Linked DNA regions of Mus musculus: regions 1, 2 and 3 are each linked to region 4. Evidence: chromatin contacts called from public HiChIP or PLAC-seq and promoter capture Hi-C data. All regions are on one chromosome and are shown on one strand. Each heading gives the region's core, a stretch centred on a gene start, on an enhancer-like site or on the middle of the called end of the contact. The rest is flanking DNA. Distances are from core to core; before and after follow the strand shown.

Region 1 (6,608 bases), core at 104-2,603, 1.0 Mb after region 4:
TCATGAGCGCCGCCAGCGAGTAGATGAGGCGCCCGGCCTCGCCTGGGTCCGGGTCTTGTGCCACCACGCGCAGTACTGATGTGCCCGCTGCCTCATTTTCAGGTACCAGTGTCTGGTAGTTGTATTGAGGAAACTGCGGGTGGCGGTTTGCAGCACGACGAGGACGAGCCTGGTTAGTTGAGAGTATTTGCTTGGCTTCAGGACCAGTCGGAAACCCGGGAGGGCGCGGCCCAGGGCGCTCAAAGAGGAAACGGCGGCGGAAGAGACCGCGGGAGCGCATGCGCCCGGGAGCTGTCCGAGACTCGCGAGGTGCTGAACCCGGCGTAGGAGCTGTCCTCACAGCACGTGGTGCTGAATCCTCCCCCAGGCCAGATCCTAAAGAGCCGGGGAGGCAGTCCCGCCGAAAGGGTCCCCTGTCCACTGTGGAAGTCGCGGATCTCTCACCCTGACCCTTGTGTCCTGGCTCCCACAGCTTCCCGCAGCAGCGAGAGGTTTCCACTCTTTTGCGGATGCTTCTCCTAGCATTACGCTGGAAGGCCACTGGCCTGGAGCCATCAGGCTGAGCCAGAAGTTCTGAAGGGTGAGGAGAGCTGTTCCTCAGATCAGAATCCCCTGGGGACAGAGCATCGAGTGGCAGGCTACCTCTTCGTAAAGGCCCTGTCCGCCCACAAGAGGAGATCTCTGGGTGCCAACATAACAGATACCCTGGACCCTGACCTGCCTCTTGCTCGCGACTACCCAATGCCTGGACCACCACCTCCGCGTTTGGTTGCTCAGGGGCCCCTCGACCATTCCGGGCGTTTTGCCTACCTACTCGGAGCCTCATGAAGACAGGCTCCCTGACCCCCAGGCCAGGATCTCCATCTTCCCAGACGCCGGGAGATTCGGGACAAAGAGCTACGGCTCCACTGCCGATTTGCGCTCTTGGCCCAGTAGTAGTAGCAACCCCTGGGTCCCAGTCCTGGTCCCCACCGCCCCCCAGCTCCTCCCGGCTAAAAGGGAACAAAGAGAGGAGAAGGAGCAGTAGTACCGGGGTCGACGGTCCCGGGAGACCCCACCATAGAGGCCGCCTCGCCATCACCCCCGCCTCCCGTCACGGCCTCCGCCGCCCCCCGCCCGGGTCCGGGCCTTGGGCCCGCCCCGCTGCTCTGGCCCCCTCCTGGGCCCCTGCCGCCGCCCCGGCCCTCCGCCCCTCTGCCCGTCGCTCCGCGCCGCCACTGCTCTCTGGGCACCATCTACTCCGCGGCCAGAGCCCCTTTGGCATACGGCCCCGGCTTTTGCCGCCCCCACCACAGCATCCCCGACGCCGCTGCCGCCTCCCGACGCTCCAACATGGCTCCCGGCCGCTCCGATGGTTTGCTCCACCTCCGCCCCGATGCCCCAAACCTGGTGGTACAGCCCGTCGCGCATGGCAGTTCTGGCGACTGAAGCCGTTACCGCCATCTTTATTGAGAACAGAAGTGCTGCCCACGGTGCTGAACGGAGCTGGGAGTTTCTCCGCTACTCTGCCACCGCCCTCCCTCTCATCCTAGTGCGCTATTCCAGCGTGGCTTCCTAGTCTTTCTTCAGACCGAGAATCTCGTCTCCCTTTAGAGCGCTAGTTCCGAGCCCTAACACCCATTTTGGTTTGAAAATGTGCTGTCATCGGTCTGGGAAGGGTTACCATATAGAATCCTGGGACTGTGAAAATAATGGCCAGACACCGGCCTGGTTCAAACAATAGCGTTAACTGTTTATTAACAAGTTTAACTTATGAGAAACATGTCGCAAAAATCTCCTTGTTTGCTCCTACAGAACAGGATCTGAAAACGACCCTTCTGAGACAGGAAGAGAAGCCAACTCTTCTCCGCCACGAGAGTCACTAGCGGTCTCCCAGACTTGGGAGAGACACCACGTCTCTCTAGGCTATGGTTCTTTCCAGTGTTCTGAGATGCCACGTGGAACCCAGGGTTGTACAACTGTGGACCCAGCTTCCTCAGATCTCCGCCCCCTCGCCTGCGACAACTGCATCCTTTAACCCCTTGAAGAACCCGACAGAAGCTCAGTTCTCCCTAGTCCTGGTCCAGTCTAGCTTTCCGTCCAACTCCTGGCACGCGCGCATCTCAACCAACCAATAGCTAGATGTGGCGCAACAGACGTCACAGAATCCTAGAGAAAGGCGGCGCATTCCAATTAGAGTGTCATTGTTTCTATTGGCACAATGGGAGACCCCGCCCCTCTCGGAGGACTCCATTGTATGCGGGAGGTAGGAGGGCCTCGCGGGTTCCACGCTAGCCAGCAGAAATAATCCAAAAGACGCGCTATATTGATCAGCCTCCAAACTTGGCATCGGTGATGAGCTGCAACGCAAGGTGCAGGGGACTCATTCATTCTGACACCGAGACAGGAGTCAGGCCTAGGACCCCAGAACATTGCCCTGGGTGCGGTTCCCCCGGCTGAGTGGTTACTACTTCAAACAGTCCAAGAACTCCTGGCCAAGACCTCTGGCCCGCCCCCAAATGGTAGCTATGACATCACCAGCAACCAATCAACGCATTCTCTCGCTCCTGGGTTTCTTTGCTTCGGGGAGGTTTGGCTCACTCGGGTTGCACTGGACGAGGCTGCTGTGATCTGACCCATGGGTATCAGCTGTAGTGTTTGGGGTCGTTAAGTCTTAAGACTCAAGTCAGAGTTCCGTGACAGATACACCATTTGTGCGTGTAGGTGGACTATGTACAGCGGCACTAAAGAAAGTACTCCGTAGGATTGTAGTTCCTGACTAGAGAAGAGAGGAGCGGGACCTGGTTTTGAAGCGCCCGCCGCTCTGTGGGTCCACAGACTAGCTAGTGGAAAGCGCAAATCTCAGGTTGAACAAGGAGGAAACCAGCTGGAATCACAGAGGAGACCCCTGAATGACCTTAGGGATCTGGACTTCCGGTACGAGTTGCCTGAGCAGCACTTTTAGGATGCCATCCCGGCTCTTGCCGCGTGGGCAGATGTGTTAAGTAAGGCACCTTGGCTGAGGGAAATCGTTCCGTTTTCCCCTCATGCAGGGCTGGTGACTGGCCTCCACCTTTGACGTCTCCGTGGCGTCTACTAGAGACGACATTCGAGGCGGCTGCGGGCGTGAGACTGTCTCCCACTTTTCCCCCGTTTGTGGCTGCTGTTGGTAAGCCGTTCCCTCACCTTGTTTTCTCACATATCCTCACTTCTGTGTCCAACCCACAGTAGTCGCTCCCAATGCACTTCCTGGAAAGAGAAAAATGAGGAGCCTAAAGGAGGTTCAGCTGGTGAAGGTGCTTGGTGTCCAAGCTTGAACGCCCGAGTTTGATCCCTGGATCCCATGTAAGAGTGGAAGACCGACCCCACAAAGTTGTCCTCTGACAACCATCCACACTTTCAAATGAAATGCTGTTGGTTCCTCCCTCTGCTTCCAAGACCAGCTTTGTCCCTACCTCCTAGGAACAAGTAAGACCTCCAGGTGGCCTTCTCAATAGTTCCAATTGCAGGGTCTACGCAGGTCTCAGAGACGCAGATTTGATGTGAGGCAAGACCAGACAGTAGTGATGAGAGCTTCACGGGACCTATCTTTTCTGTTAGAATTTCCTTGTAGAATGTGTGCACATTCTGCACATCAAGGCCCTGAGCTCAATCCCCAGCACCATAAACAAAAGAGAGACTCTGGTCTTGATGTGGGGTCACAGACCTTTAATCCTAGCACCCAAGAGACAGAGACTGGTAGATCTCTGAGTTTGGGACCAGCCTTCGCTACATAGTAAGATCCTGTCTCAAAACAAAACAAGCACACATAGAATACTGGCTGTATCTCCTCAGCTTTTCACTGGGCTATAACCAAACTCAAAGTAGAACATACTATATCTCACATGTGGAGCTGTTGAGGACTGCTGTGGAAAAACACATAATTGTGTTAATTGGTCTCATTTTACATGCATGGCCACAGCGTTAGTATGTTAGAGGACCTAGGCAATCAGTGTGGTAGGGCAAGAAAACCAATTGAAAAGAATATGGAGGTTAAGATGGAAAAATCGTGTCCACAGTCAATATGATTGTGTAAGTAAAAAAAAAATCCAAAGAAAGGGTGAGCACTTAGTGGAGTGCTTGCTTCTGTCTGAAGCCCTGGGGTAGATCCTCAGCCCTGAACACACCAGCTGTAGCAGGCAGGCCTGGGATCCTAGCACTCAGGAGGTAGAGGAAGGACGGTCAGAAGTTCAAGGTCTTCAGACACAGAGTTACCTGAGGGCCTGTTCTAAAAATAAAATTTAAAAATCCAAGGGACACTAAAGGTGATTGTCATTTTGCTTGTGTATTAGATTTGTCTGATGTGTATGAGTGTATTGCCTGCATACGTGTATGTGCCACACATGTGTCTGGTGCGTGCAGAAGTCAATATAGGGCATCAGATTCCCCAAGAGGTAACGTTACAGATGGCTGTGAACTGCCGTGTGAGTGCTGGTAACTGAAACCTGGGCAATCTGCAAGAGCAACAAATGCTCTTAACTCCAGCCTCACTAAAAGGAAGTTGTTAAAGTGAGCTTTAAAAAGTTGTTGGACATGGGACTGGAGAAATGGACCAATTGTTTAGAGAACCTATTAGTTTTGTTTTGTTTTGTTTTGTTTTGTTTTGTTTTGTTTTGTTTTGTGATAGAGTTTTTCTGTATAGCCCTGGCTATCCTGGAACTCTGTAGACCAGGCTGGCCTTGAACTCTCAGAGATCCACCTGCTTGCCTCCTGAGTGCTGGGATTAGAGGAGTGTGCCATCACCCAGCTAAAGAAATGATTTTTAATAAAACATAAAAATGTACTAAACAAACAAATGAAAAACATCAATAAACTGGACTACATTACAATTAGCTTTGTTTGTTTGTTTGTTTGTTTGTTTGTTTCTTGAGACAAGGTTTATGTTTGTGACAGCCTTGGTGGCTGTCCTGGAGCTCTCTTTGGAGACCAGGCTGGCTTCAAACTCACAGAGATCCACCTGCCTCTGCCTCCCGAGTGCTGGGATTTAAAGTGTGTGCTACCACACCCAGTTCCAGTGAACAAATTATTCTTATTCAGTGGCAATATTAAGAAGGGAGCCAGCCAGGTGTGTTGTTACATACTTGCAGTCCCAGTACTGGGCTGAGATAGTAAGATATCAGTTACCTGTTGGCTAGGGCTAGATAGTGAGACCATGTTTCAAATAACAATAGCAACAATAACAACAACAAAAGAATATTAACCAACCCACTGCAGTCCTGTGATCCTACAGACTCAGCCTCTTTGAAGACTGAAATAGGAAAGTTATTCATGTTAAGGTAACATAGATCTTGATGGACAGATGATAGATTGGATGGATGGATGGATGGATGGATGGATGGATGGATGGATGGATGGACGGACGGACAGACAGACTGACTGACTATATATAAGTATAAAATTTAAGGACTCATGTTGAATACATATATAAGTCAATAAAAATACACAAATCAGGGGCTGGTGAGATGGCTCAGCGGGTAAAAGCACTGACTGCATTTACAAAGGTCCTGAGTTCAAATCCCAGAAACCATCTGGTGGCTCACAACCACCCACAGTGAGATCTGACGTCCTCTTCTGGCATGTCTGAAAACAGCTACAGCATACTTATATATAATAATAATAAATCTTTGGGCTGACCAGAGCAAGCGGGGTCAACAGGAGCGAGCAGAGGTCCTAGATTCAATTCCCAACAACCACATGAAGGCTCACAACTATGTGCAGCTACAGTGTACTCACATACATAAGATAAAGAAATAAATCTATAAAAATACACAAATCAGTAGATATATGGATAAATGATTAAATAAGCATTACAATGGAAAGTAATTGAATAGCCAGGAAACTAATGAAAAGGTGCAAGTCTTTGAATATTGCACTTATCATGGTGTGCTATTCTTCCATTAAAAGGGGGAAAGACTGGGTTGATGGCTCAGCAGCTAAGGCACTTCTCATATAAGTGTGAGGACTAGAGTTCAGATCTCCAGCACCCACGTGAATATTGGATGGATGTGACAGCCTGTTCACAATTCTCAAGTTCAGAGGGCAGATGGGTATCCTTGAAACATCTGGCTATGCATACTAGCGGTATTGCTATTCATGCTGTATTGCTGAGCTCTGGGTTCAACTGAGAGACTCTGCTTCAGTGAATAAGGCTAGGAGCTATGGGGGAAACGCCCACCGGGCTTGGGCCTCTATCTGCATATGCATCTGCACACGAGTGCTCACACACACTACAGCGCACACAGACATATTAAAAGAAAAAATAATCAGATTTCTCCTCATTGCAGCCTCAGTCAATGTCTTTTGAGGACAGAGCTGGACTCTCTACCCCTCAAAAAAAAAGTTGTGCAGGAGTAGCGTGGGGTTCAGTGCATGTCCCACATGGGCCAGACCTTTATGCATCCACGTTAGGTGCCATTTCTGGTTCAAAATAATGCTCAACCTACAGATTCCTACTGCTCCTGTTTGCGTCTCTCTACCATCCAAACACTGTCCTTTCTTGGCAGAGCTAAGTGTTCTCTGTCCCTCATTCTCTCTCCTGCCTAGCCACATCCCACATTGACCCTTCCAAACAGCTGGAGAGGTGTTGTCTC
Region 2 (6,507 bases), core at 2,863-5,362, 1.4 Mb before region 4:
TATTTACAATTCATAACAGTAGCAAAATTACAGTTATGAAATAGCAAAGAAATAATTTTATGGCTGGGGGTTACCACAACATGAGGAACTATATTAAAGGGTCGCAGCACTAGGAAGGTTAAGAACCACTGCCTTAAACGAAGAAAAAAACAAAAAATAAGACTAGTTACAGCAAACTTGCTAAGGATTAATTTAAAAAAATCCCTTAGCTTATTTATATCTCCCCCATATTCACACAGTGGTTACATGATGCAAACTAGCTTTATTATCACCTTAAGCAAAACACAAGAACTTGATAGAATGCACAAGATATTAATATTTAGGGGACTAAAATAGAAAGTAGAAGCAGCTTTCAGGACTTCCAATCATTCTCTCAAATAATAAAAGTATTTTACGTATTTATTGTGAAAGGTAATCCACAAAGCTCCTGGGAAACTACCAGTAGACTCATTTTCCAGGTACTTAAGCTCATTCTTTGATAAGGAAAATGTCAATCTGACACTAGCTTTTCTCCTCTGAACTGCTGGAACTAGGCTTCCCTATCAAGTATACACCATCAGCTTCCGCTGGAGATTGTTTCCTGTCCTTTGAAGTAAGATGATGTATGCTTGGTGGGGGAGGGGGAGGTGCTGGCACTTTGGGAGTAATGGATGACTCTTCATGGCATCAGGCTGTCTGACCACCATAGGAAGGAGAGCTCTTCTTGGCTTACCTGCCAGCACAACCCTCCAGGACTACAAAGGTGCCCTAACCCTTTCCAGCACTCTCTGGAAGGAAGGGCTTCTACCTTTGGTTTAGAACCACTGATCTAACTTTGGCTCTTAGACTCGTGTGGCTTAAGCATCAGTTCCTTCCAAACGCTTGGTTGTAATAAGGTTCCTCGAATGTGCAACACGACAGTGTGCTGCCGTATTTAAGACAGAACGGAGCACATCAGCTTGTAAACTGCACGAGGAGGAGTTACAAATCAGTGCTGCTTTTAGATCAGGCTTCAGGTTGAGCTTTACCTTAAGATTGTCTTCTCCACAGTTAGAAAGTCTGATAACATCATAGCACAAAACCAATGTCTCCAGAAATAGGAATTATTACAGTCTGTGGATAAGGTTGCTTCTTGAGATTTAAATATTTTTACTTGTGCACTGTCTTAACTACTCAATGTGCGAGACAGTTCTAAATTCTAGAATAAATCCATTTCCTACACCTAACAAAATCTGACTCATCACTTCAAAATAAAGTGTCTCCCTTAAGCATGGTTTCCTTATAAAACATGAATACCCATGCAGATAAGACAAACGAGCTAAAACCTTCAGAACTCCTGATCTTGAAGTGTAAAAGTCTTTCCCCTTTACTGTTTGGATAGGGCCAAAGTTCTGTCTAGAGCAGGGAAAAAAAAATTACTGACTGGCAGTGATCAAGATTCCATACTTACCATGGTCCTTTGATAGATGAGCTGAAAAAATTGCTCCAGCTGTGAAAAAATAAGGAGCAAACCACCAATAATTGGTTATTCTTAACTCCTGATAGTAAGAAACTCCTAAATCAGGAATTTAAAATAATTCTTGCTGCTCCAACACCAAATTGATTACTTCCTCCATCCGTAATGTCACCATCAACTGGGTAGGTGGGGATGGGGGGATTGTATTTACTTAGAAATATGCTTTAAAAAATAATCTTAAATTCTGTTATCTAGATAAAATACCTCCACTGTGTTTATGCTATTCCTTTTCAGAAACTTAATTTGATATGTGAGTTTCTGTAAACTGGCTCAAATACACTTTTAAGGAGTTGGTCATTTCAAACCACGTGTCACACTTTCCACTGTGTCAAAATAAGAGCTGAAACTTTTGGCATATATCTTTAAACCATTTTAAAACCAGACTTCTAGTTCAACTGACAATATCAATACTAAATTTGTTGAAAATCAGTAATAATAAAAGGAAAGAACAATGACTTTTCCATTAAACTAAGTTTTTTAAAGGTGGTATTCTTATGCTTCAGTCAGTCCCATGTTGCCAAATGAGATGGAGAAAGGCAACTTGTCAGAAAGATTTCAATGCTTATCAATTTGAACATCTGTAGTAAGTTCAATGCTTTCCAACCATCCAAATGAGGAAATGTGAAAGAAAAATCAAATTAATTTTCCCTTTTCAAATCAACTTCTTGGACCACAACGGCTTACGAATCATTTCTTTCTCTCACAAGATCATCCCAACGAGGATCCATTTCAGTTGTGGCAACTCGAAACAGTGCTTGGAGATGCTCATCCGTCAGTGGCTGGCTCAATGTGTGCTGGTTTCGAGTTAAATATGCAAAAGCCTTATCACAGATCTGGTTACTATCAAATAAGGATGCCACCTTATAGGCAACCCCTTTGATAATTGGGTAAGCTTCACCAGACAGTCCTGCATAAAACTGTCCCAAGTCTTTGACTCTGTACTCATTCCACAGGTCAGTGTTGGCCTGAAGTTTTGTTAGCTCCACTCTTACAGAAATAGGCGCATATTCCGGTTTAAAGCTAAATGGATTTGAGAAAAGTTCTAAGTCCTTTTTAATGAACCTGAGGTCCTTAAAATGTCTCTCAAAATCTTTCTGTAGGCGGGAGATCACCATTTGATACCTGTCAGGATCAAATATTTTTTGATCTTCCTTAAACTGCTGTTTAAGTTCATCAACGATTATACTGAAGGCAGGAAAGTCTGTTAGATTTACTTCCTCCATATGTCTCTGAAGTGAACTCAGCTTACCCTCAAAGGTGCAGATGCGTTCAAAGGCAGCAGCAGCAAAGACTTTACTGATCTGCAGTTCTTCACTGATCTCTCGAAGATAGTCCATAATATCTACCAAGAAACCAAAATCACAAAGCCACTGCTTGTCTGAGAAATGAACTGTTGTTGCCCCCACTGAGACCAAGAACGCCTCGATTTCTTTTCTTAGTGAAAATATTAGTTTTAACGTTTTGCCTCTTCTCAGCCAGTTGTTCAAACACCGTCCGTTAACTCTTTCACCATGCTCTGACTCAGACTCAGTTAGTAGAGGCTGAAACTCCGGTCGCCTAACACCTCTGGTCTTAATCATAACTACCCATTCAGATATGGTATTTATGATCTGATTAATATCAACATCATAAGAACTCAACAGTTCCAAGTGAAGAAATCCCGAATAGTGGATTACGTTCCAACAGTTGGGACTCACGGCCTTCTCTCTCATGTAGGAGACCAGTCCGGAGTTCTCGCCGATCATCCTTAAAGTGTGGGTCGTGGTCAGTCCAACCATTCGCTGTAAGCTGAGCCCTGCTGTCTGCAGGGCTTCCAGAATTGCCGACATGAGAGCCCCAACACTGAAGTGATGAGTCAGGTTGATAATCGTCAGAAGATCTTCTTGCACCTCCAGGTCGCGGCCGACGCCACGGATGAAGACCAGCAGGTAGTTCTCATAGGCCACAAAAGCCTGGTCATCCAAAGCAAGGGAATAGGCCTTAAAGTCCCTGGCTCGGTTAAACAGCTGGCTGCGGAGGTTGCTGTCAATGCTCAGAATCCTCTGCCGTGTGATCTCTGGAGACAAGTCAATGCCTTCCAGGACGCCGACGTGATCCGGCAGCACCTCTCTCAGCAACACCTCCATGCACTGGTGTACGAAGTCACCCTCACCCCAGCCGCGACCCTTCAAGGCCAAGAAGCGGCAGAGGCCGAGGCCTGCCCGGGTCGCTCTCTCCTCCGGAGTGAGCACGGCGGCCAAAGACATGTCACCCTGCCGCAGACGCTCGACCAGGGCCGCGCGTTCCTCGTCCCCTACAAACCGCTCGTAGAATTCGTGCTCGGCCTCGTAGTGGCGCCTCACGTCGCGTTCCCGAGTAGAGGCGACCAGGCGGCGACACACCAGGCACAGGGCCCCGTCACCCTCCGCAGGCTCCACCACCAGGTATCGCTGGGTCCACTCGGGCCGGAACACCAGAGCCTCGTCGACTTCCATCCTAATCCTCTTGGGCGTCATCCACATTCTGCGGAGGCCACAGGAGAACGCCGAGCTCTGAGGCCGCAGCAAACGGGGAGGAGCCCGACGAACGCCAAGCACCCCCTGGGTTCTGCGCCAGATCACCCGAGCAGGGGTGCACCAGCCTCCGCCAGGGCACCTCCGTTCCTATTGGCTGGAGATTTCGTATTCCCTCAGCTCTCAGAAATGAGCCAATAGGAAGAGCGGACCGTGAACTTTGACGCGCAAGCGCGTTGCCTTCTAGCCTGGTGTCGGGCCGCTGTTTAGAGCGGGACAGAGATCCCAGGAACTGACGTGTAAAAGCGCTTGACTGGCATTCATGCTGCCCAATCAGCACTTGCCGCTGGGAAGACGGCGCAGGACTGCAGTCGGCCGAAGCTGAAGGAAGAACTTGAGCGTGAGGAGCTCGAGTGATTGGCTGACTGGGAACTCGGGCGCCAATATGGCGTTTGTAGCAGGAGTTATTCGGCGTCTGGACGAGACGGTAGTGAACCGCATAGCGGCGGGGGAAGTCATTCAGCGGCCGGCCAATGCTATCAAAGAGATGATAGAAAACTGGTACGGAGGGAGCGGAGCCGAGTTCCCCGACTGAGAGCCGGGGCGGGCCGACCCACCTGCTGCAGTCGGCCACCGTGCGGGGCACCGAGCACGGGGACCGTGGGGGCATCGGGCACAGGGACCCTGCGCGTGCCAGGCTGGTTTCCCATTATGCACACGGCCGAAGGTCCTCACGACTTGCGCGAGACCTGTTTGGGTCGCAAGTAGGGGAAGCACGCGTGGTATTGGTTTAATGGTATCTTCCTGGAGTATGCGGCTCGCCGCCACGTTACATACAACGAAGATGCGCGGCTGACGATGTGTGAATGTGTAAGGGTGGAAGAGAAACAGTCTTCAGAGTGTGCCATTTTAGGTTTATCATTCATTCCCGGAATAATCCCTACACATCCAAGGCACAGTTTCTTCTGAGTTTTATTCAGACGTATCAGGACATGGGGCTTTTTTTCTGACTCTCCTCTTGTCAAATTAGTGAGTGACCCTAGTCTGAGACTTAGACCTGCATCTGAGACTTAGACCCGTCAGGTTGTGGAGGGGAGAAGTTAAACGTGTACTGTTTAACCTTTAATAGGCACAGTGAATAGTATACCCCAAAGTAGACACACCACCAAATAAGTTCAAAAAGGACACTGTGTACATAAGGACTTTGTGTTAATATCAGTTGATGGTTGTGAAAGCCAAAGAAGACAAATGTTCAGAAGTGCACTGAAAAGACAAAGCATTCAGAACGATGACACTGAGATAAATGACCTCAGGCCCTCTTTGGGGTCCAAAGACCTTTATGCAGGAGTCACCTAAGACCATCGTGAAATTCTGATATTTACATTACAATTCAGAGCAATAGCAAAATTGCAGTTATGAAGTAGCAACAAAATAATTTTATAGTTAAGAGTCACCACAATGTAACAATGGGTCCCAGTTTTAAGAAGGTTGAGAACCACTGCCACAGGGAGGAAAGGAAACTGAAGAGATAACCAGAGGAAGGAGCAGGGAGCCCTCGGACATTTGATTTGGTGTCAATAGGCTGCCCTAGGATAGGTTTTGCTTTTACTGTGTTAGGATGACCTGGAGAACTTGTTCACTTAATTGTACTATGCCTGAATCACCTACAATAAAAAACTAAGCTTAAAAGTAGCATAGCAACGCATGCAAGCAGAGATTATGCACAGATCCTACTTAAATATTTAAGTCGAGGTTTTTGATACAGAGGTGCTAAGAAAAGTTTATTACTTAAGTAACTTACTGGCTTCTTGTTTTTAAAAAAGGCATTTTCCTGAGAGGAGTTGAAAGCTTCCATTTTTCATGTAGCCCCAGGTCAAATTTGTTTCCTGTGGTAGATATTCTATGAGCATAGGCTGCTCTGAAAATACAAGAGTTTCATTCTTTTAAAGATATTTTCCTCTTTTTAATTTAGTTTATTTTGTTTACTTATTTGTGTGATAGGGATTGTGTGTACAACACACTTGTGAAGGTCAGAGGACAACTTTGATTCTCTCCTTCCATCATGTGGGTCCCAGGGATTGAACTCAGGTCCTTGGTTGGTGCCAGGTGCTTTCGCCCACTCAGACATTTTGTAGTCCCTATTAGCATCTTCTTTCATTTTAAATTTTCATTTTATTTGTGGGGATGTTTTACCTGCATGTATGTCTCTGCACCATGTACATCGATTGCTCTCAGAGACCAGAGAGGGAGTCAGGTCCTCTGTAGCTGGAGCTACAGCTACCATGTGGATGCTAGGAATGAACTCTGGAAGAGCAGCCAGGACTCTTAATGGCTAAGCCATCTCTCCAGGTTCCAGCTCCTTAAGTCTCTTAAAGAAATTTCTGCATGGCAGTTTTTCTTTGCTTCATCATGAATGTGTTGAGGAAAACTGCATTTTTAAATGATGTTTATTAGAGTCACTTAGAAACCAGAGACTGATTAGAGTTGTTATAACAGTAAACGTAGTTGAAATGAGAGTAA
Region 3 (6,330 bases), core at 1,167-3,666, 1.2 Mb after region 4:
AATCTCAGCACTGGGGAAGCTGAGGCAGAAGAATACAAAGTTCAGGCCTGAGCTCAGTTCTCAAACCCTATCTATAAGGAAAAAAAAGGGGGAGGGAGGGCTTAGTATTTCTGGGTATAGATTCAAGAATAATGGAAACACACACCTACAAAGTAACCCTGTCCCAGAGTCTAGAGCAGCACATTCCCTCTACCCACAAAGTAGAAACCTCCAAATGACCACTAACCGCTGATACAATGTAGCATAGCCAAATAAGGAACAGTTGCAAGTACAAAATCCAACCAAAAGCAGAAGGCAACCAAAGAAAAGTTAAAGAGGGAAGAACACTTGCAGGCAGGAGCCAGGAGTCTGCAAACAACCTTGCAACACAGCAAAGCTGACAAAAAGATAGCCATCGCTGTCATCCAACTCCAGAGTTTATTATTCCAAGTGGGAGTCCTGCGCTCATTAATACTCTGAAGGGAGGCTCAGCGCTGGAACAGAAAATAAAAGGGCTAGTGAGATGGCTCAGTGCTTAAAGCCACAGGCTGCTCTTCTAAGGAATGCTGTTTTAATTCCCAGCACCTACATGGTGGCTTTCAACCATCTGTATCCTCTTTTGGCCTGAGAGCTGCCTAATATAGTATGCATATACATGAGGCAGATAGACAAACACATAAAGAAAAATAAATCTGCCGGTGTTGGGCATAGATTGCCCATTTTTAATCCCAGCACTACTCAGGAGGCAGAGGCAGGCAGATCTCATGAGGTCAAAGCCAATTTGGTCTACATCATCCAAGGCTACACAGTGAGACTTTGTCTCAAAAAAAAGGGGGGGGGGATTAATTAAAATTAAAACAATTAAAGCAGGCTAACTCTATTATGTTAATAAAGCATAAGTGGAAGCAACCGAGGAAATAAAATTGCTCTTTGACAGTCTTACTTAAATCAAATGAGTAGAATGTTACTTGTATACTTCCCTGCAATCAACACTGGAATCGAGGTATTGATTATGCTCGCCAGTTTGATTCAATTGTTTTAACCATATCGAAACTTGGAGGAGGAGGAGGAGGAAGAGAAGGAGGAACGCATAATTAACTGGACACGAATAAAATGGCATAACTGAAATTTCCTTTACATACTTGAGCAAAGGGAGAGAGGAAATATATATATAGGTAAAACAATAGTGAAAATATTGATAACTGTTGAATGTGAGCGGCAGGCAGTATTGGGGGAGGAGGTTCAGCTACTGAATGTGAGTGACAGCATTTAGGGAGGGGCTCAGCTCATCGTTCCTCTTATGTGTATGCTTATAAGGTTTTCATTGAGGCAGAGGTAGATAGTTGACCCCAAGTTCGAGGTCAGCTTGAACTACCTACTGAGTTCCTGCTTAATCAAGGCGATCGGCCTCGTCTCCAACAGTTTTCAGCAATAACTCTTCCAAAACGGAATTCTTTGCAAATGAAATGATCATCCGGTTTATTCGGGGCGAGCTGCCGGGTGCTGGTGCTCTTGTCTTCGGAAAGCAAGCAGGCTATGGGGTCTAAGGCAAAGAGGCAGAGCAGCTTCTGGCGGGACCGACTCAAGCTCCGCGCCACCACGCGGACCAAAGAACGCGCACGCTTCATTCAAGGCAGAATCTGACAAATCACTCTCCGTGAACGCTCGGGCTCAGAGAACCGCGGAGCTCAATTTGGAATGCTCACACGCCGGGGAACCCAAGCAGCTGGGCTGGAGAGCTCTCGGGTCTCGGCCCAGGGTAAGGCCGGGAGCCGAGCCCAGGGCACCCCTGGTCGGCCCTCGGGTCCCTCCCTGAACCCTTCACTCGGTGCCCACATCGCACCTCGGCCTTGCCCCGCCCGCCTACCTTCCAGATCGGCATCTTCCGAGTCCGAGTCACTCTCCCCGTCCTCCTCGATGACGGGGACTGCGCTGGACTCCTGCGTGTGAAAGGTCGTCGGGGAGACGATGAACGTGTCTGATTCCTGGCGGCGGGCCTCGCGCAGGCGTGTGAAGTACTCCACCGCGAAGTCGACGAGGTCGGGCGGCTGCTGCCGAAGCACCTCCACGGTGTAGCCCTGCAGCAGCTCCGTGAGCCCCGCGGGGATCTGGATGTGGCTCATGCCTGCGACGTCCGAGGGGCCCGGCGGGTCCGGGCGGCCGGCGGCTGCAACCTGCGCGCTCCCTCACGCCGGCCTGTCACTCCGCGCCCGCGGTCTCCCGCGCGGCCCGTCTCGGCCTTCCTCGCGTCGCGCCTTATTCTGGCCGGGTCTGAGTTTGTTGTGCGGGCCGCGCGACCCTTCCGCTAGCAAGCCAGCCTGGCGCCGCTGCTGTTGTCACCCGGCCGCAGCCGCCGCCGCTGCCGCCGCCGCGCCGCCGCCGCCGCGGGGACCGCCGGGCAGGCAAGCTGGACGGGCGCGGCAGGCGCCCGGGTTGTGACGCACGCGGCCGCGGGCGTGCGCGTCCCCGGCCAGGAGCTGGCCCAGAGTGCGCGTGCGCCGCTGAGCCTCCCGCTCTCGGAGCAGCCCATGGTCAAGGTGCGGGAGGCCCCGGAGATGAGGAAAGAGTGGCCCGGCTGCGAGGCGGGCTGGTTAGTGCGTCTCGCCTGGTCACAAAAACCTTTCACTCATGCTTTCGGAGCATGCTGCGAGCCTCTTAAAGGAGTGCCAGGGTCACTGAAGTGACACAGGACCACCTCACCTTGACCCCTGCTCTAGTGGAGGGCCAGAGGGCTTACTCTAGGGAACGACATTAATGCTAAGCCTAAAGTACTGAGCAGGTTTGCCCAGAGAACGATCTGGAGGAAAGTCCTGTACAACAGGAACAAAGACCTAGTCAAGTCAGAAGAACCACCTTGACTGACAGGTAGAACGATGCGTGCCTGACTGCCTGAGGTCCTAAGGAGTCTAATATGACGTCGTGAGATGTCAAAGGGGGAAGGCTTTGTAGGAAGTAAAAGTTTCAGTGAGATAGTCACTTGTGAGCCTCAAGCAGAGAAATAACCCTGAAAGAGCTCGCTCAGCCGATTGTGGGCAGTAAGAAAGCAGAATAATGCCAGGAGCTGGACAGACCTCGGGGCTTGTTCCTCCTTTTGGACACTTCCATCTTGGTCTTCAGGCCTAGACTTAGAGTCCTCCTTCCTCCCCACTCAACCCTGGGCCACACTACTTGGTGAAGTTGAGCAGACCACAGACCGTGTTGTCTTTTGCCTTTGGGAAGAGGGCAGAGGTGAACTAGAGAGGCACCTGCTGTTCCTCAACTTGTTTCCTCCTGTCACCAAACTTGAACAAAAGAAGTTACAGACCTTTCTGGAATATCCAGCCTAGGTGCTGGCCAAAGAGCCAGCGAGAATACTGTTCTCCCTCTCCCTGCCGGAACCAGCCAGCAACTCGTGAGCTTGGGAACCTGAAGGGTATTGGGATTGTTAAGCACCACCTGGTAATTAACCAGTATTAATTAAGATCTCCACTAGCACCGCCCATAAAGGCCTGGCACAAACCCAAAACCTCAGGCTGCTGGGAACTGAGCTGTGTATGGTGACAGGGGAACACCTTACTGAGGTACTCAATGTAGGGGCCAGTCCAGGCTGTAAGCTAGGTAGACCTGAGACTACAAACAGCTATGTGTCCCTGAATGTATGTTGAGTGGCGGCGAAGCAGTATCCAGCATGCTGGCTGGAGGCACTGACAGCATACTTGTGAAGACTGAATGAATGAATGAATGAATGAAGAAGGAACAAATGATACATTTCAGCAACAAAAGAAGCAGAAACTGCTCTCCTGACTTCAGTCTCATAATATGTATCATTTCTTTCAAAGCTGCTACATAATTCAAGTCTAGCCTGGGTTACATGAAACTATCTCAAATCAAAAACAAAAAAGCAAAGCAACACAGTGGAGATGGGTCTTCTCTTGAGCAGACTGGCTCTTTTTGGGGGGGTATGGGAGGAGGGGAGAGGTTGTTGGTTTGGTTTTTCAAAACAGGATTTCTCTGTGTAGTCCTGGCTGTTCTGGAACTCACTTTTTAGAGCAGGTTGACCTTGAACTCAGAGATCTGTCTCCTGAGTGCTGGGATTAGATGTGCACCACCACGGCCCAGTCTAGCCAACTCTTAAAAGTTTTCCAGGATTCAAATCTTGCCATTACAATCCAAAAAACCTAGATGTGACCCCCCCCACCACTGCACCATATTACCAAGGGAATTGCCTCTCTGCAAGCAACCCTACAGCCAAGCTTGTGGAAAGGTAAATTCACAACTCCAAGTTCCAGTCTTCCCACATTATCATGTCTTACATGTTTTAAATGGGGCACAGGCAAATGAAGAGTTAGGACTCTGACCTCAATTACAAAATAGAGAAGAGAAAGGTTGTTGACAGAGTTGGGTGTGGACAGGGTCTCCCGGTACACTGAAACCCTATTGGCCTCTGTCAGAAACAGTCTGGTTTTCCTGACCTGTTAAACAGATTCAGCACAGCCTAACCATCCATCTGTCCAACAGACAGCATTCAGAGGGCACCCTAACCTAGTATAGTAACACATCATTTGTAGATCCCATTACTCAGGAGAATGAGGCAGGAAAAAAAATCACTCTTGCACACAGGAATTTAAGACAAACCTAGGCAACACAGAGGAATCTCTATCTTAAATTAAAAAAAAAAAAAAAAAAAGCAGGCTAGAGCTGGAGATGTTCTTTCAGTGGTAAGAACAGTTGTTCTCATGAAGATCTGGGTTGGACTCCCAGAACCCACATACTGTCACAAACTATCCAGTTCCAGGGGAACTACAAAGGATACAGACCTCAACAGATGCAGTGAAGATACATTCGTGGAGGCAAAACATTCATCCATATAAATAAATCTAAAAGCAATTGTTTTAAAGAGGGACTAGGCTGTGACTCAGCAATAGAGGTTGTACTTAGCACCAAGCCTAAATGGGTTTAGCCACAACAAAATCCTCAAAGGACTGACATGAACAGAAATTAGACACCCTACAGCTAGCTGCTCCTTACCTTCCTCCATACAGAAGATTCACAGTGAAGTTAAATAGCTTGTAGTTCCAATCTGACTACCTCCCTCACTTCTAGGTTTCCAAAGGGAGGGTCTCTCTCTTCCCTGTCCTTCAATAATTACAGGAACAATGGCTGTCATGAATGCCCATTTATGCTAACTGAAAGGCCTTGTAACAAGAGAGCATCAGGGATCTAAGCCCTGCATCTTCAACCTTTGTCCTGAATGCCATCTTGCCTGCATCCAAGCCTGTCCAGCTACAGGACTAGCTGTTACCATGGCAACCAAACCCACCACTGACAAACAGCTGCTAAGAGCAAGTGACAATGGTGGGTGGAAAGGCCTAAAGCGGAGACCTTCAGAAGCAAAAGCCATCCAGCAGATGAGGCCCCTCATCCCATGTTGTCTTCCTCACAACCCTCAGGTAATGAACATCATTAGACCACCATACCACCAGCCACAGATACAGATATGAATACAATGAGGCTTGTTCTCATAGGCTTTTACAATTGCCATGCACAGTTTGCAGAGGAGGGACACAGGCAGTTTAGCACCAACAGCAGGGAGGGTTTTGATGAAAGCAAACTTAGGCAGGGTACCAACTGCTGTTTCCAGTAAAATAGTGAATTTCTTAGACTCTTTTTTTGGTTTGGTTTGGTTTGGTTTTTCGAGACAGGGTTTCTCTGTGTAGCCCTGGCTGTCCTGGAACTCACTCTGTAGACCAAGCTGGCCTCGAACTCAGAAATCCACGTGCCTCTGCCTCCCGAGTGCTGGGAGTAAAGGCGTGTGCCACCATGTCCGGCTTCCCTTTACTTAAAACCATCCCCCTTCCCGAGGGAAAGAGAAGCTAATACTCCTTGAAGCCTTGCCCTTGGCCCAGGTCCCAGCTTACTTACCTCATACCTTTCATCTACTAAGAGAACTCAGCAGAAACAACCCACTTAACCTGACTAGGAGGCCGTGTGACAACCTTGAACTCTTGATTCTCCTGTGCCCACCTCTGGAGAGTTAGGATTACAGGCATGTGTTATTATGTTCAGTTTATGCCGTGTTGAAAATGCTTGACACCGCTCTGACTGTGGTACATCCCACAGTCCAGCTCCTTAAGCTCCTCCAGTCTCCACCTGTTCACTGGAACCTGCTGGTTACCTGAGCACTTCTATGGCAGTCCCTCACTGACAGTCTTCGAAGTTCACTCATTACCTATGTTTTCTTTTGTTTTGTTTTACCTTAGAAGCATTCAGGAGCCTCTGGTTAGCAGGAGAGATGGGGAACTTTTCTCTGTCTTTACCCATCTGTCCCTTGGCCTACATGATGCCTCCCCTATGAGATTCAGTCTTTGATCT
Region 4 (6,567 bases), core at 1,374-3,873:
CGACAAACCAACAAAAAGCTAGTGTGATAGCAAAATTGACTTTCAGGTTAACCTGGGCTACATAAGATCCTGTCTCAAAATAATAAAATAAAATGACCAACCTAATGTTACAACTACATTGAGGCCAAATATAAACTGAAAACTTTAATTGAAATAGTGCAGTCTTACATACTTTAGCATCAGTAGTTCAAATAAACAGAAATAGCCACCACATGAAACCTGGAACCCAGAAGCTGAGTGAACAGAGCAGTGAGTTGAGTGGCTGGTGTGTGTGGCATTCTGGCACCTGAAAGTGCAGAGGGTCATGGTAAGAAGGACTCCAGGTAAGAGGGTCATGGTAAGAAGGTCGCCAGGCGTTGGTGGTGCACGCCTTTAATCCCAGGACTCAGGAGGCAGAGGCAGGCGGATTTCTGAGTTCGAGGCCAGCCTGGTCTACAGAGTCAGTGCCAGGACAGCCAGGGCTACACAGAGAAACCCTGTCTCGAAAAAAAAACCCAAAAACCAAAAAAAAAAAAAAAAACCCAAAACAAAACAAAAATTAAAAAAAGAAGGACGCAGGTCCTGATGTGAGCTAGAAGGCGTATGTGCTGCTGACAGTAGGAGCTCCAATGGCCACGCCAGTGACGTCAGGGAGCCCCTGGCCAGCTGTGTCGAGGATTTCTATGATTGGGGGAGATGAAATCCAGAGATTTTGATAACAACTCAGGTGAGGGAAAGCTGGGGCGAAGCCAGGTGGGGGTGTGGGAGAGGAGGGGGGAGTGTCCCCAGAGGAAGAAGGAATCATTAGGTCGCTCTTCTGGCCTTGAGATCTGGACTCAGGCAGTGGGTACTAAGCAATCAGGTACGAGGCCCCATGGGAATCTTTTTTTTTTTCTTATGGCTTAAAAAAAAAAAAAAGTTGGATTGGAGGGTTGCTCAGTGCTAAGCAGCACTTGATATTATTTCAAGTAGGTTTCTATTAACAGCATCGAGAGGCTCACAATTGACTGTGAACTTTAGCTCTAGGGGCCCCATTGCCTTCTTCTGGCTCCAGGCACCCACATTTACATGGCACACACTCACATAGACACGTATTTCTTTAAATGTTAATTTATCTATCTATCTACCTATGTATCTATTTACTTCTGAGGCAGGCTTTCATTGCAGTCCAAGTTGGCCTCAAACTTGATGTAGCTAGAGATGACCTTGAAGTTCTGGTCTTCCTGTCTACGCTTCCTAAGCGATGCGATTACCAGCCTGTACCAACGTGAACAGTTTATGTGGTGCTGGGATTTGAACCTGGGGCTGTGTATGTTGTAGTCAATCACTCTATGACTGATTATATTCCCAGGCCCATTTCTTTTTTTGGGGGGGGGGTTGGAATAGGGTCTCACTTGGTAGCCCAGTAAGGCTTTGAGCTCACAGTTGTCTTCCTGCCTCAGGCTTCTGGCAGTTGACATAATAGGCATGAGCCACCATTCCTGCATTTATAGGAACCGTGAACTCAGAGAGTCAGGTCACATAGGCAATGGGGCCCCTAGAGCTAAAGTTCACAGTCAATTGTGAGCCGACTCACTGTAACTTATGTTCTGAGAGGTGCTGTGCCTCGGAAGACCTGACTCCTAGGGACAGAACTGGCCCAAGATGTAACCCTCAAGCTCTAATGTTAAGAAAACAGCCCTTGGAGGCAAAGCGAGGGCGACAGGGCAGGGACAGGTCCCTGAGACAGAGGAGTAATCTAAGCTCTCATGGAGTAAGACAAAGTTTGAGGGTAGTCACTGGATCCAGAAAAGCCTGGCCAGCAGGGGTTTTAAGGGAAAGAACAAGTCAGAAATACTGAGTCAGTGTAGTCCGGGCTTTGGCTAAAGGCCACATTTACAGGAGGATAGGGACATTTTTGTCTTGAGAAAGGCAGCTGAGAAGGATCCAGGAGAGGTGTGGTTGCTGCTGCTGGACTAGGTGATGTGTCTAGAAAGCCATGATTGGTACCATGGATGCCGTCATGCTTCCATGATGAAGCATAGCCCCAGGTTCAAGTCCCAGCACCATACAAACTGTTCACATTGGTACAGGCTGGTTAGCACATCACTTAGGACGTGGTAATGCTTGGTTACCAGTCTCAACCTCCTCTTGACCCTGTGCTTCCAGACCCTTCAACTGCCCTGAGGATCGGAGCCAGAGAACAGGCCTTGAATGGCAGGGACAACTTCTTTCTTGAGGGATGGGGGTGGGGTGGGGTGGGGCAGGGTCTCTGGTTGGGTTGGCCACTGTCACTTACTCAAATGTCCAGAGAGTCAAATAGTGAACACTAAATCTAGGCTCACTCCTAAGGAATAGACAGTCACTGGCTCTCTTCCTTTCTTGGGGTTTTACCCCGTTGAGCAATACTGGATATGATAGTCCCTCTGGGGCCCAGGAGAAGCCAAGGCCATCTCAGGAAGATGGGGAAATTATTTCTTCATTTGGCAGGCTAGCTGACTTCACTCACTGCCCAGAGTCTCATGAGGCAATGAGAGTCTGAAGCAAGCGCTAGCCCCCCCACACCCTGGCCGGCAGCCAGGGGCAGGGTGGGCCAGGAAGGCTTCTGTTTGAAACTTTGCTGGATCAGGTTCAGGATGAGAATAAATGAGGCTCTCCTGGCCTGGAGGAGGCAGTCTTGGGAACCATGCAGTTCCAGAGGGACGTCCCCTCCCTGTGGCTGTGGCGGTCACTATCACTGCTGCTGCTACTGGGCCTGGGGTTCTCCCAGACCCCCAGCTACAGGGATGCTGTGCTCCGAGCTGTGGATGACTTCAACCAGCAGTCCCTAGACACCAATCTCTACCGTCTCCTGGACCTGGATCCTGAGCCCCAAGGGGTGAGGCAGAGGAAGAGCCAAGATCTAATCCTTTTAGCGTCGTCTCTCCTTTTCTCAGGAGAAACTCCATAAATCTGTGCCTCTTTCCAGGCTGTCGGCTTTCAGCCTTTGGGATACTTGCTGTGGCACAAGATGCCTGGGGCTTCCATTCCAGGGACGGGGGTAGGGGCGTCGGGGGCAGAATCACTAGCTCTGGGATTGGCTCCCTTTGCTCTTCGTTTTTCCATATCCATTGAGGAACCCTACCTAGCCTTGAGGTTCCCAAGGACGTGCCTGATCCTCTAAGACCCTGTCCTTTTCCAGAAGGGGAGCTGCTCTGCGTTATAGCTGGCTGAGGGCTGTTCCCATTCACTGTGTGTGGGGGGAGAAAGGAGGGGGCTCCTTTTCTCTTCCCTCTGTACTTCAGCACTCGATCCTGTCTCAGCACTCAGCACGTGGTGATGGAGGGTCACCATGTTGGTACGCGTCAAGAAACCGATCCTTGAAGTTGAGACTGGGCCTGAGACGAGTCTCCTTACTTTCTCTCCTGACCAGGACGAGGATCCAGATACTCCCAAGTCTGTGAGGTTCCGAGTGAAGGAGACTGTATGTGGCAAGGCAGAGCGGCAGCTACCTGAGCAATGTGCCTTCAAGGAACAGGGGGTAAGGCAGAGGGCTGGGGGTGGGGGTCCCTCTTGTGGAACTAGTCAAGGAGTCCCCAGGGACTTCCATCCAGTAGACTAGGGTTTAGGGCTTATGGCAAATGAATTCTAGTTTGACCATGGGCTTTCCCTTCTAAGGTGGTGAAGCAGTGTATGGGGGCAGTCACCCTGAACCCGGCCGCTGATTCTTTTGACATCAGCTGTAACGAGGTGAGTAGGATGCAGGGCACGGTGAGGGGATGGAACACGGGTTATCCTGCGGACCAGTTAGTTCCTATTCCTACCTAGAGCAGAAAGAAGAGCCCCCCCCCCCAACCCCCTTGGCTCCTCCCTTGAGCCTGAACTTTAAGACTGGTTCTGTCATCCCTTAAAGTAGCGATTCTCAAAAGTTTGGCTCTTACTTGGGAGGCAGAGGTGGGAGGATCCCTATGGGTAGCCTTATCTACATAATGAATTCCAGGCCAGACATGGCTACATAGGAACTCAGATAGTTAGGGATGCAGATTCTTAGGCCTCGCTAAGACTGTTAGGACTCCAGGGTGAGGACTTTTTCACCGGGATCAAACACAACCTGCTGGATATTCCGAATTCCGCTGAAGCACAGAGCACTCTCTTAAGAGTATCTTCTCAGCCGGGCGCGGTGGCGCACGCCTTAAATCCCAGCACTCGGGAGGCAGAGGCAGGCGGATTTCTGAGTTCGAGGCCAACCTGGTCTATAAAGTGAGTTCCAGGATAGCCAGGGCTACACAGAGAAACCCTGTCTCGAAAAACCAAAAAAAAAAAAAAAAAAAAAAGAAGAAAGAAAAAAGTATGTTTTCTCAGATCCTTGGGAGCCCCTTGCTATTCCCAGACCCCGAGTTCTCATCTTTTATTGAGGTTAAGGATCCAACTGCGTGTCCCAAAGGCTGAAAAGGGTCTAGAGGCTCTTGGAGTATCCCAGAAGTGTGGTCTAGGTGGGGAAGGAACTTGGGTGGCCCTGGGACCAGCCTCACAAGAAACCCACTTCTTCTTGGTACACAGCCTGGTGCACAGCCCTTTCGGTTCAAGAAAATTTCCCGGCTGGCTGGACTTCTCCGCAAAGGTGGGGAGAAGATTGGTGAAAAGCTTAAGAAAATTGGCCAGAAAATTAAGAATTTTTTTCAGAAACTTGTACCTCAGCCAGAGTAGTAGGCCTGCCTTGGCCTGTTTCTGGATTCCTAAAATAATAAACTTGGTAAAAGAAACTTCTCTCAGTGGCTTTTGTATTCATCTAGTCTTTAACTGTGGAGGCTTTCTGAGCCCATGTACATGCTATAATCTTATGTGCTCTATGTGTGAGAGAAAGAGGAAGAAAGCTGTCCATTCAGGAGGTGTATGTAAGGCACACAGCAAGTCTTCCACTTACATTTATAGCTGGGCAGTGGGAGTGCTCATCTTTAATCCCAGACCTTGGGGGGTAAAGGCAGGTGGATCTCTGAGTCTGAGGTCAGCCTGGTCTACAGAGCAAGTTGTAAGATAGCCAAGGATACACAGAAAAACCCTGTTTTGAAACCCATTCCCCATCCCGACCCCTGCAAAAAATCTATTAGCTGGGTAGTCCACACCTTTAATTCCAGAACTTGGAAGTCAGAAGCAGGTGGATCTCTGGGTTCAAGGCTAGTCTGGCCTATAGAGTGAGTTCCAGGACAGCCAGAGCCAACCAGAGAAACCCTGTCTTAAAAAACCAAAGGGGGGGGGGGAGAAAGAAAAAGAAAAATGATTTATGTGTTTGCACACATGCTGCTCCCTGCAGAGGCTAGAAGAGATATCAGATCCTCTGGATCTAGAGTTTCAGGCAGTTGTGAAGCCCTCAAGTCCCCTTGCCAGATGTAGGTGCTGGGAACGAAACCCAGGGTCTTCTGCAAGAATAGCGGGTGCCTTAACCACTGATCCATCTCTCCAGTCCCAAAAACATCCATTTATTGCTTACCTATGTTTGACCTAACATCTGTACGACTGTCAGGTAAAATATTTTTAGGAATGCTGGTGGTGGTGCACACTTTCAGTCCCAGCACTGGAGAGGTAGAGGCCAGCCTGGTCTACAGAGATAGTCCCAGGAAAGCCAAGGCTACAGAGAAACATTGTCTCAAAAAAACAAAAGGAAACCAAATATATATATATATATATATTCAAAAAGGTCCCTAGTTTCCAAAGCTGGTGTCATCAGCTCTTTGTACACTCTCCTGAGGATTTTGTTGTTTTTGTTTTGAAACAGAGCCTCACTATGCAGACACAGCTGGCTTTGAACTTATAATTCTCCTGCCTGTTCTTCCCCAGAGCTGAGATTAAAGGTGCCACCATGATCAATTCCATCAATGTACTTTAAACACTTTAAATGTTATTCTATCTATCTATCTATCTATCTATCTATCTATCTATCTATCTATCTATCTATCTATCTATCTGTTTTATCTTCTTGTATGTCGTGCACCATACATGTGCCTGTGGTCAGAAGAGGGTGTCAGATTGACTGTTGTGAGCTGCCATGTGGGTGCTGGAAATCAAATCCAGGTCATCTGGAAGAGCAGTCAGTGGTCCTAACCTCTGAGCCATCTTGTCAGCCACAACCCTTATTTATTTATTTTTCTTTTTTATGGATTGTTTTTCAGTTCTTGTGTGTGTGTATGAGCATGGCTGCACATACTTGCATACTACAGCATGTGTATGGATGTCAGAGGACACTGTGGGAGTCAGTTTTGTGGGACCAAGGGGACTAGGAAGACCAGCCCTCTGGCTTCTGCATCACCAGACAGCATCCTGTCTTCAGGACTGCAGTGAGTGGCCTTAGAGGTCAGTGCTGGGCCTGAGCTACTGCTCCAGTAAGCCAACTGAAGAAACTGCAGCTTTGGCTCCAGAGGTCTCTAAGGGCATTAAGGGTATGAGGTTATGGTCCTCAGGTTCCCTTGGTCATTGTAAGACTGGAATGGGCTCACAGATTACTTTAGGTCTGTGGCTCTAACTACAGCCTCCACACTTCCCTGGGTCTGAAGCTTGGTTTCCAGAAGGCTCATAGAATCCATGGGTGGGGCTGGAGAGATGGCTCAGTGGTTAAGAGCACCGACTGCTCTTCCT

What was found. Promoter capture Hi-C pulls out the DNA fragments that hold promoters and counts their contacts. HiChIP or PLAC-seq counts read pairs in DNA pulled down with a chosen protein or histone mark.
Region 1: an H3K4me3 HiChIP or PLAC-seq map of embryonic forebrain shows a contact between it and region 4, with 8 times the contacts expected there. The contact joins the promoter of Celsr3 here to the promoter of Camp in region 4. A contact is called at or near these places in 6 of 39 promoter capture datasets (cranial neural crest, embryonic stem cells, hippocampal neurons and 3 more), 2 of 115 datasets of contacts at active chromatin or transcription factors (embryonic forebrain and pro-B cells) and 2 of 9 other capture datasets (adipose tissue and liver).
Region 2: a contact with region 4 is called in a promoter capture Hi-C map of neutrophils, with 3 times the contacts expected there. The contact joins the promoter of Epm2aip1 here to the promoter of Camp in region 4. A contact is called at or near these places in 5 of 39 promoter capture datasets (the 3T3-L1 cell line, liver, neutrophils and 1 more) and 2 of 115 datasets of contacts at active chromatin or transcription factors (double positive thymocytes and regulatory T cell precursor).
Region 3: a promoter capture Hi-C map of the HPC-7 cell line shows a contact between it and region 4, with 4 times the contacts expected there. The contact joins the promoter of Prkar2a here to the promoter of Camp in region 4. A contact is called at or near these places in 4 of 39 promoter capture datasets (the HPC-7 cell line, hippocampal neurons, liver and 1 more).

The regions. Positions count from the first base shown.
Region 1 is chr9:108,820,790-108,827,397 of GRCm38.p6, reverse strand. It overlaps Celsr3 (cadherin, EGF LAG seven-pass G-type receptor 3), which reads right to left and starts at 1,353. Exons shown (of 36, transcript NM_001359572.1): 1 at 1-1,353. The coding sequence starts at 1,078. Gm35025 (a long non-coding RNA gene) reads left to right here and starts at 1,278. Exons shown (of 2, transcript XR_871161.3): 1 at 1,278-2,916; 2 at 3,033-4,275.
Region 2 is chr9:111,269,450-111,275,956 of GRCm38.p6, reverse strand. It overlaps Epm2aip1 (EPM2A (laforin) interacting protein 1), which reads right to left and starts at 4,112. Exons shown (of 1, transcript NM_175266.4): 1 at 1-4,112. The coding sequence starts at 3,996. The coding sequence ends at 2,176. Mlh1 (mutL homolog 1) reads left to right here and starts at 4,349. Exons shown (of 19, transcript NM_026810.2): 1 at 4,349-4,548. The coding sequence starts at 4,433.
Region 3 is chr9:108,688,229-108,694,558 of GRCm38.p6, reverse strand. It overlaps Prkar2a (protein kinase, cAMP dependent regulatory, type II alpha), which reads right to left and starts at 2,416. Exons shown (of 11, transcript NM_008924.3): 1 at 1,847-2,416. The coding sequence starts at 2,102.
Region 4 is chr9:109,845,512-109,852,078 of GRCm38.p6, reverse strand. Camp (cathelicidin antimicrobial peptide) reads left to right here and starts at 2,623. Exons shown (of 4, transcript NM_009921.2): 1 at 2,623-2,836; 2 at 3,371-3,478; 3 at 3,616-3,687; 4 at 4,498-4,702. The coding sequence starts at 2,645. The coding sequence ends at 4,644.